2 separate regions of the Mus musculus genome follow, and region 1 is linked to region 2. The links are chromatin contacts, called in public ChIA-PET maps. All regions are on one chromosome and are shown on one strand. Each heading gives the region's core, a stretch centred on a gene start, on an enhancer-like site or on the middle of the called end of the contact. The rest is flanking DNA. Distances are from core to core; before and after follow the strand shown. Region 1 overlaps Mdfic (MyoD family inhibitor domain containing). Region 2 has its middle 13 kb from the start of Gm36352.

Evidence for each region. ChIA-PET counts read pairs in DNA pulled down with a chosen protein or histone mark.
Region 1: an RNA polymerase II ChIA-PET map of effector CD8 T cells shows a contact between it and region 2, with 5 times the contacts expected there. The contact joins two enhancer-like sites. A contact is called at or near these places in 4 of 484 Hi-C or Micro-C datasets (CD4 T cells, bone marrow-derived dendritic cells, liver and 1 more) and 6 of 115 datasets of contacts at active chromatin or transcription factors (CD8 T cells, bone marrow-derived macrophages, cardiomyocytes and 3 more).

The regions. Positions count from the first base shown.
Region 1 is chr6:15,790,813-15,796,252 of GRCm38.p6, forward strand. All of the region lies in intron 4 of Mdfic (MyoD family inhibitor domain containing), which reads left to right. Among named protein-coding and RNA genes, the nearest start is that of Mdfic, 73 kb to the left of the region's middle. Within about 2 kb of position 2,934, at least 138 of the 459 cell types and tissues checked have an H3K27ac peak or open chromatin away from gene starts, as enhancers often do. A contact at or near this core is called in CD8 T cells, bone marrow-derived macrophages, effector CD8 T cells and 2 more, where this site is marked.
Region 2 is chr6:15,624,350-15,629,547 of GRCm38.p6, forward strand. No RefSeq gene overlaps it. Among named protein-coding and RNA genes, the nearest start is that of Gm36352, 13 kb to the right of the region's middle. Within about 2 kb of position 2,217, at least 45 of the 459 cell types and tissues checked have an H3K27ac peak or open chromatin away from gene starts, as enhancers often do. A contact at or near this core is called in CD8 T cells, bone marrow-derived macrophages, effector CD8 T cells and 2 more, where this site is marked.

The DNA.
Region 1 (5,440 bases), core at 1,684-4,183, 170 kb after region 2:
GGGAAAATGTTAAATTCGGCATCTGGAAAGAAGTTTTCCATCATTTTTATTCAAATACTTATTTTCATTAAAACTAGAGGACTTTTTCACATTTGTTTTGTCCTGACTATAAGAGGCATTATTACCAAAGTATGCAGACTGCTTACAAACAAAACAATGCTTTCTTAATAAATGCTATATTTATTTACTTACGGGGCAGTGTGTGTGTGTGTGTGTGTGTGTGTGTGTGTGTGTGTGTGTTGCACTTGTGAAGTGCAAAACTTATCAGAGTCAGTTCTCTCTTACCACATGGGTCCTGGGAATCAAACTTAGGTCACCTACCTTGGTGGCAAGTACCTTTACCTTCTGAGCTTTATAGAAATTCTTCAAAATGCTTTTTGTGACTAAGTAAAGTATTATAGAATTTATTATTCAAAGCTATACTCAACCTTACATTACATATTTTACCAATGATCAACTTAAAAATAGCACCAAATACATTTTTTAAAAAACATGTAATATTACCTTTTTTTTTCTCCCAGCTTTCTTGCTTCTGAAGAAAACAGATAATCATTGCACTATGGAAAACTAGACTATTATTTTGAAAGCTTCTGCTATAGCCAGACACAGATTACTTGTTTTGGGCTGGGTTTCTGTTTCATTCTTCTGCACTGTCTGTCTCTTAGAATTAGTTACGTTTGGTGCTTCGTCCTCTTTTGTATCTGAGCAGTTTTTCCCAAGCCTTCCTGAATTTGAGGAGAATAGTCGCTATCGCTATACTACAGAGCCTGGCTGGACATAGGAGGAGAGTTATAGTCCTCCTGGAACCATATTTTGATGCTATCATTCCCCCACCCCATCGGGCACTACTACCACAACTCCCACCACCCCCACAATCAACACACCACTATCATCACAGCCATCACACGGCTAGTACTTAGCAAGTGTCATCTGTTAATTCCATATTCGTTTAGTGTTCATCACGTCTCCGGGGACAGTGGCATTCTATCAGATTTGCCATCTTAAATATCTTGCTATAATTTGCATCATCACTGATATTTTAGCCACTCTCAAGTCAGATATCGAATTAACTTTACATGTAAAATATTCTAGGCAAGTGCCTGTGAGGCAGAAACATGACTCAAGGCCCAAAGGTGGGGTGCCTCTGAGCCTGGTGACCTTAGTTTAACTCCCAGAACCCACATGCTAAAAGGAGAGAAAGATCCCAGTAAGCTGCCCTCTGACCTCAGTGCACACTGTGCCAAAATGAGAGAGAGAGAGAGAGAGAGAGAGAGAGAGAGAGAGAGAGAGAGAGAGAGAGCTCACCTTTACTCAAATGCACATCATATACTGTACTCAATAAATAGAAAATGAAAATGTAGTGATTTATAGAGACTATCTAACACTTGAAATGCCATTGCCTCTTCAGATTTCTGTGTTAAACTTCTGTGAAACAATAGTTCCTCTGATATAAACATTGCCTTCCTAGACTGTAAAAAGTTCCTTCAAACAGAGTTCTTGGACTAGTGCTGTAGTTGAGACCAAGTTCTGGATCAAATCTAGCAGTTTGGAATACTGAATGCATTAGCTGTGTACAATGCTGGCAACAGAATAAAGAGGGGGTGGGGGGAACGACAGGTCAGGCTATCTGTCTTTGCCGTACAGTAACCTTTCCATTGGACCATGTGGGTTCCAGGGCTTGGGTATGGGGCAGGGAAGCTACTGAGGTGTCCCTTCGTGGGTGCAGGAGGTCAGGGTGTTTCTTTTTCTAATACTCTTCTGAATTTGTAAAGGAGAAAGATGATAATGAAGACGATTGTTCATTTCCCCAAAGTCAGCTCTGCATGGAAAATATAACTCTTCTCAAACTTTCTTTTGAAAAACCTCCTGACCTAGCTCTCTTTCCCCTCCATTAGGAAAATGTTGCCTCTGTTTTCTAGCCATGGCCCAGAGCCTTAGGGACCGCCATGTGCCAGAGGCTCTGTGTAGGCGGTGACCTCTGGGCCTGTTTCTCAGACAGGTGGTCAGTCAACGGCTGGGGGCCAGGAGTGCTGCACAGCCCCTGTCTTGAGTCAGGCATTTGCCTGCAGCTGAGCTACTGTGCAGAATTCATAAATATGCCTCACCCACGCACACTACATGCACTTGAAAAGCAGAACTCCTGGGGAGATACTTGTGTCAGGCCCTACCAGCTGGATTTTTGCAAAGGGTAGACACATTCAGTCATTGTAGCTTCGACTCCGAATAAGTCAAACGTACCTCTGGCCTGCTTTTCCATTCTCTATTAAGAAACAACAAAGGCAGGGATGAAGTTTCTGGGGTCAGTGATGTAATATCAGAAATGCACTCCCCTGTCAGGCCCTGCCCCAGTGCAGTGTACACCACCCCTCAGCAGAGAGATGTGTGAGTAACTCTGGGCACTCTTTACCCTGATGGTAAAACTGATCTCAAAGCAGTGTTCTCAAACACTAATGGTGTATCCCTCTGCAAGTTCTGACCCAGCATTGCTTCCCTGGGTTCGTCAAGTGCTAATGGATCTTTTTGCTTCTCACTCTCTCGTTTACATACTCGTTACCCAGAAAGGAAAATAGTGTTCAAGCACTTTAAGTCATAGGAAACATTACTCCAGATTAGTCAAGATAAGAGGCACACACATCATTCTTCACTCAAAAAATGGGTTGTGGGCAATTCTGAGAATTCTCTGCTCTCTGCCTGTTCTTGTATTCTACTTCCTGTATCGCATATCTTTGTTCCAAGAAATTAAGAGTACCTGTCGTACTGCATCTCATGAGGAAGAAATGAAAGGAAGAAAGAAAAAGACTTGTCTATCATAGACTTGAGTGTATCATTCAAATTGTCTCTTGATGGCACTTGATGAAGTCTTGGCTCGATCAAACTGCCTCGCTGATGTCGATATTTCCTAGTAAGTTTGGCAACATACTGGTCTGCGATACTTTCATTATAAACTGGCTGTTCTCCCGGACAAAACCTTCAGTTTCATTTTCAACAAAACAGAGTTCCTGAGATCAGTCACAGACAATTCCCCCAGTGGCTAAGGGGTTATTTCTCCTTTGGGTTGTTACTTTCAGCATGGGTTGGGGCTGCAAGCCCCTCAGATGGGCTGCAGCTCAGGCTTACCAGTGTCGACCTTGGCTTGGGACTGTGACAGCAATAATTCCTAAGAGAATGTTTTTCTTTGATTTGATGATGCTTTTAAAGTCAAACGTCCTGCTAATGATTTATTTTGATGTGTTCTTCTAAGCTCTTTCCTGCTGCCCTGTTCCTTTGTTTTTCCTAAAGTTACAGTAGCTGTTGGTCTTGAGCTGAGTCCTCCTCTCAGTACCCTGAATTGCGCAATTCTTGCTTGGCCCAGTTTAGGCTAGGCATCCTTCCCAGAACCCAGTTGGCTTCTTAAAGGTTAAACAGTTTTGGTAAAAACTACAAATCATGACTAAATAAAACCCATAAAAACTGAAAACCTCAAGGACCTAGGGAAAAGGAATTTTTTTCTTTGACAGTGAACCACATACAGGCAGAGAGCTCATCTTTTTTAAACTTTGTTTCTCTACTCTTCTTCCCAAATTTGGTTTGTTTATTTTAGATTTTTTGTTTAATTTTGTTTTGTTTTGTTTTATTTTGTTTTTTTTTTCTTTTCTTTTCTTGTCTTGTCTTTCCCTCCTTCTCTTCTCTTCTCTTCTCTTCTCTTCTCTTCTCTTCTCTTCTCTTCTCTTCTCTTCTCTTCTCTTCTCTTCTCTTCTCTTCTCCTCTCCTCTCCTCTCCTCTCCTCTCCTCTCCTCTCCTCTCCTCTCCTCTCCTCTCCTCTCCTCTCCTCTTCTCTTCTCTTCTATCTTCTCTTCTTTCTATAGATAGAGCTTCTCTGTACAGCCTAGCCTGGCTTCAAATTCAGGATGCTCCTTCCTTGGCATAATAATGCGTGCTATCTCACCTGATATTTTCTTCTTCTTTTGCTGTTGATTTTGTTTGTTGGTTTGGGCACTGTTCTCCTAAAGCCAAAGCTGCTCTGGAAATCCTGCCTCTAGCTCCTTAGTGTGGTCCTTGCTGGCATGCTCTACCATACAGACATGCAAAACTTACAATCCATTTTGGCTTCACATGTCTCCCCCACCTTAAAGTCGTTTGTGGTCTCTGACTCCTCTAGACAGCGGTAAGCATGGAATCTGTAACAAATCTTTGTGCTCAGTGTCTGTAACCTTTTCATTGTGCTGAGTCAGAATTCTGAAAACAAAACAACTCAGAAAAAGCCAAAAAAAAAAAAAAAAGAATTCTTTTGGCAGGTAAGAACACAATTGTATAATTGATGTGATAGAATGTAGGGGTCTATTCTTCTGCTTCTCTATGGAGAGTAAGTAGAGAATGAGCGGACTTGTGTAGATGTCTTCATAATCATTACAATTTTGGCTTGTGGCTTCTTTAGGTACTTGTTAATAGACTGTTTCTCTTCATTTGTATTTTAGAGGGATTCAAAGTTGTTTGGGGGTATTTTGGTTTAGGGTTTTGATTTTCGTAATTCCAGTAGTTCTCTAGTAAATCCTGTAGAACCATGTCTTTCAGATAATGATGAGCTTTCGTGAATTTTAATTTTCCTGTAAAGAGCATCGCATCGTCTTCTGAGAAGTCTGTCTTCATCACGTCTTCCCATTGGTCTTCTCTCATAAAGTCTTTGCTCCTGTGCATATATGTGGACACAGACTTCTACATTTTAGATTTGCGTATTCAATACCTTTAAGTGAGGCATTAACTCAGCATGTCCACTCTCTTATATCTGTTTCAGCAGTGAGACTGGCTGTTTATCGGTCCTCCAACACAGTGTAGCTTGAAGGTTCACCTGTACTGTCAACTCTTTAGTAAATCAGAAACACTGAAAGTTAACTAGTTTATTTTTCTGCCAAGTCTTAGTAATAGTTCCAATTCTTCTGTTTTTTCTTTGTTTTCTCATTTTGTCTGAGGCACTTCACTGCCTTGACCACATAATCCTGTACCTACCGCTACTCTGAGATTTGCCCTCAGCACTTCAAATGCTTGAAGTCTAAAGATTCCATCAGCTCTCCGTTCTGTTGCTTTCTTTTAGCTAAAATATGTTATACACAGAGTGGTCTATCTCATTTCACAATGGGCTTGTAGTTTGAATTATAAAACATGTATATTAACCAATGAGGAAAAAGTGCAAACGTGGGAACAGTGTGAATCCAGTGAAAATACAATTCACTGAAGAGAAAATTTGAACAGTTCACAGTAAGGAAAACAATCTGGATTAGCAAACACAAAAATACACCTCTGCCGTATGTGTGTGTGTGTATGGGAGAACTATGTCAAATTCAATGACTTGTCATGTGGTAAAGTGAGACAGTTTCAATGACTGATAGAGATGTGGACTCTCTTGCTTTGTTAGAATAAACATTGGAACAGTTGCTTTGGGGAGAAATTTTCAATTCCATTTCCC
Region 2 (5,198 bases), core at 967-3,466:
AAATTTTCTTGCAAATATTTATGGCTCTCAGAATATTAACAAATAATTTATAAGGTAATAAAAATTTCAAGACGAATATGCAACTAATAGTGTCATTTGAAATAAATTTCATGAGGTCTGTTTAAACTGTATGGTTAACTCAAATATCTCTTATCTGCATGTGGTTCTAGATGTTAAACTGTGTAATAAACTGGTGGATTATTTATTATAGGCCTATATCAGTTATAATCATGATATTCAATGGTACTGACTAGTTACCAAATACCAAGTAAATTGCCTAAATAACCATTATCTTGAAATACTGTATCTAGAAGCCTTTAAAATAACATCATGTGTGCATTCTGCTTGTCTGAGAGGTCAGAACCTAGTCAGTGGAGCCCAAGGTATAAAAGATAAACATCAAACTCCTAGGCTTATCATCTCTTTAACAATTTCTGAAGAGACTGAATCTAAACCAAGAATCTCTGAGGTGTGTCCTCCATTCCTCACATACTTTTCAACATCTCGAACATGTTGTTATTACAGGAATAACAGGAAAATTCATGCCATTGTCCTAACTGACTAGACATCTCTGCAAGGAACATGTTTATACTTTGGTAATTCCATGGCTCAAATAAAGCAAGTGTTAGGAGCCATGTGAGAAGGAGTGTCTGAGCTGGTTTTCTTGGATCATTGGGTCTGGGTTCCAGTTCTCCCTTTCTCTATATTCAGTGACTCTTGTGTCCTTCAACTTAGTCAAGCACGTTGCCCTGCTATCTACGATTTGCAATGTGGTGGTCGAAATGGTCATATGTGCAGTGTTTCCCTGAATGGATGGTATTCCTGGGACACTGCTCTACTAGAGCAAACTGTCTCCTGCATGATGAATTCCAGATGCAAGAGTCCGTACCACATTTTTATTGTTTTATTTATTGCCTTAAATAATTACTAAAAAGAAAAGTCCTCACAGACAATCCCAACCCATACCTAGTCTTTATCCCTTAGCTTTGTCTCTCAGGAGCCTGAGCTTGCTCTGGGGTGCTCATTTTGTTTTAGCCATAGAAACCCTTTGGAGCCACATAGTATTTTAGTGACCAGTGTCCCCTTGCTTTGTTCTCTTCCCCTTGTAGTGGTGCTCAGCAGTCTTTACTTTCTTAGAAGCCTGCGCTTTGCCTGCACCCAACTTAAACATTTAACATTTTTGTTTTGTGTGACTGAACTTGCACTTCCTGCACTAAATACAATATTAAGCATAGTAGTTTATGTAGTTAAAATTATTATGACTCTTGTTTCCCAAAGAATAAAAGTTGGGTTTGATTTCGACTGCTTACACTTTAATGGTGCCATACAGAGAAGTTTCCCTTCAGATCCTTGGGAGCTGCCTTCTGGCCAGTGCCTGGATTTTACCTCTTTTGAGGGAACTTCCCCTTGGCTTCCTGCTGATGTCCAGCTGGCTCAGTTCTCTCCCTTTAGACACTAACTTTTGGGATTAACCCAAGTGTGAATTATTAATAATAGTTAAAGCATTATCATTTTACATTCCCCTTCCCACACTCTCCTTCTCAACATTAGCCATAAGCATCACTGTTTGCAATAGAAAGCAAATTAGAAATATCAGATAACTTGGGCAGGGAGAGAATTCAAGGTACCCAGAAATCATACAATGAATTTTCTACTTTTAACTCCTAGTCATAATACTTATGAAATAAAATCAGCCCCTGCTTGGTAGCTGTGGGTATTCACAGAGCCCTCTGTCAGGGACCAAGGGTTATTTTGCTTCTCATTCTGAGTGCTTTATAGGTCGATGGAAACCTTCCTATCAATTTACTGAGTAACCTTCCTGTAATAAGATTTCACCTTGTCTCAATTTTTCCTTCTATAAAATGAAAATACTACTACACTTTCCTATTTATAGGATAATCAAGGTTTTTTTTTTTTTTTTTTTTAGCTCTGGGTAAAAGCACAGTGTATCTTTTGCAGTTGTAGTTCTGACAGTGCTGTGTTGAATACAGGCTAGCCAGTTTCACTTTTCATTTGTGCTGAACTAACATATAATAACTGCACTAGTGAGGCAGGCTCGATAGTCAGTAGTTCTGTATAGGAAACAGCAGGCACTCTGGCTACCCAGCAGTGGCCAGAAATTGAAGACTAGCTCTTGAAATTGAAGATGAGCATTTATATAAAACTTACTCTACACCGTGGTTTCAAGATTCAAGAAAAAATGTTGCTAAAATTGTTGGATCATCAATGAATATGAAATATCATTATCAGCCATCAGGTATATATCTTAGTTGAGGGCACAGTTAGAAGGTAAATAATTAAAACAAGGGATCTTGAGTCTGGTAGATGAGTCTCACTCTGGGTATTCCACTCTTTATACTGGTTATATCTGCGTTACTGGGATAATCACCCAACTTATGGTGTTTCAGTGCCCAGTTTCATGTGTTATAAGTGAGAAGGTATGTAGTTACCTTATAGGAATCACACAAGAATTAAACAGGTTGGTATATATGAAATACATGCTATAGACAGAGTAACTACAATACAAGATGTGTTAAAACATAATATTGAATAAAACCCACTAGGGAATGAAAAATATTTTCATAAATTAAAAATTACACTTATTTACTTATTTGTTTGGTGATGTGTATGTGTGTGTGTCTGTGTATCTGTCTGTGTGTTTGCTCCCTTGACCATGCCAAAGCCAAACAATTTGCCTATTCCAAATAAACATTCAATGGAGTTGGTTCTACTCTTCCATCATGTGTGTAACAAAGGTCTAACTCAGATTATGAATCTTGTAAGCAAGTGTGTTTCCCCGTTCAGCCATCTGACAATCACAAAAGGAATATTTTTTATATGAATGAGATTCTCAAAAAAGTATAATGATGAAAGAAAACATCATAATTGAAAGAAATGTAATTATATTGATGTGTATTGATGCTTGTAGGAAAACTCCAACTCCATTTTCTTGATGTTCACAAAAAAGAAAAAATGAATATTGCAGACATTGTTTCAAAAAATGATTTACACTTGTTGATTATCCTCTTATTACTCTAGTACCTTATCTGAATGTGGTAATATTGAATTTTATATATCTATTATTGCCAATAGAATACGAATGCCTAGTAAATCCATAAACATTCATAGCTACCCATGCAAAAAATAAAATAATTAGTTACAGAAGTATCTCGTATTTGGGAAGCTATCTACTGACACTCCTTCCTCTGATATTTAAAAACTGTGCATAATTTATGCACTGGAACTTGAAGGGAATGGCCTCCATGGTGACTTTCAATATTTTGAGAGCATTGTAATATGTATTTTAAAAGTGCTTTCTATTGTGATGTTTTTCAAGTTTTTAAGCACATAAAAGTGGATTTGGAAGGCTAATGCTATAGAGGGATTCCTTTAAGTCATCTCATTGAAGCCAGTAAAAGGATATGTGTGGCCATTTCTGTATAGTAACATAGACAAAATATGATGATTTTAATTATGGTTATTAATTTAACTTTTGTTAAGGGAAAGATTAATTATAATACCCTGCTTGTATAACAGCTCTTTATTTCTTTAAACCAACACTAAACACTTGTGTAGCAGTGAATTAGTTTTGATTTAATAGGAGCAGTTGTAATAGAAAATTAAGCATTTGTTTTGGATTTGAAATGTACTCAAACCATCCCTTTTTTATAAGGAAACACAATATATGAATGTTCAAATTTATATACACCATGAATCAGCTCTGCCCATTTCCTTGGTAAACACTGTATATGTGCAGAAGGCTTCAGCCCTTCCACCCTACCACATTGGTGAGGACAGCTATGGGCTCTATAGGCTCCAGCCTTGTCTGTTGATTTAGTGAAACGAAACTAAGGATATAGGGGCAAATATGATTTTGTGATTTGTGAAGGTTTTAGAAATAGTATGTTTTCTTTTCAGACGTAAGCACATTGCCACTATAATCTTGCAAGTGTATATTAATATATATGGTCTTAAAATGTGACTATCACATTGTTTCAGGGCAGAATGAAGAGAAAGAGCAATCCAATTTGGATGCTAAAAATAAAATTTCTGGGAAAAATGTTACCATACAAATTTTGTTATATTCTCCCAGAGATAGATACATTGCACATTTTAGGCTTAAAGGTTATTAATTGTAAGATCAATCTTATTTGTTAGTAATACTGAGTTATTAAAAATAGTATATAAAAAACATAGGAGATTTGATTATAGTTTCCTCACAACTGACACAGCAATAGTTCTATATACTTTTCCAAACACTGTAGATTGTGGTGTACTTATATACAGGTCTTAGAATTTCATTTGATTAGTGGCTGTTGGATCAGATTCATGTTCTGGTCTTTAGTGTAGAACAGATCTGCTTTGAAAATGGAGTAAGAGATAAACTTGATAATTTAGCCATTGTATTAGTTACTTTTATTATCATTGTTGCAAAAATCTAAGAAAGGCAAATTAAGGTATTCAAACTTTATTTTGGTTTACGGTTTCTGATCCTGGTGAAGTGAGAACAGCAGAAGACGAAGGAAAGCTACTTATACTACATCTGCAATTATGAGAGGTGGCAAGCAATAGAAGAGCTTAGTTAGGTTTCTCCTTTATGTTCTGTCCAGGAACCACATCTTCTGAATAACCTGCACACATTCAGTGTATGTCTTTCTGCCTCAGTTAAATCTTCCTGGAAACACTTTTACCAACTTACCCAGAAGTGTATTTCCTGAGTTATTCTGAATCCAGTCAAGTTGACAGTGAGAATTAACCATAACTGTAATCATTGCATTATTTGAACTATTGAAACAAGATCAAAAATGAGAAAAAAAATATAAATGTCAGCTGGCTGAACCACCCAGTGCTCCCAAGGATTAGCTCAGCAACCATGGAGTGGACAGGGAGTGATTCAGGGCTCCAGGTACCTAGGTAGTGTGGGAAGCCACAAACACCATTACAAGATGGTGCTGGCTACCACTGGCCACAGCCCATGATTATGGGTAAACAACCAATGTGCGCATGTGCATAAGAGTTTTTTTGCCGAGTCACTGCCTGGCCTGACACATATTAATGAGGTACTGGTAGCATAACCAATCAGGTATGGACACGTCACTCCTAGGCCTATATAAGCAGCACCATTTCTGGGCTCAGGGTCTTTCGCCTATGCAGTCAAAGCTTTCCCAATGAACGTGTGCAGAAGGATCCTATTGCAT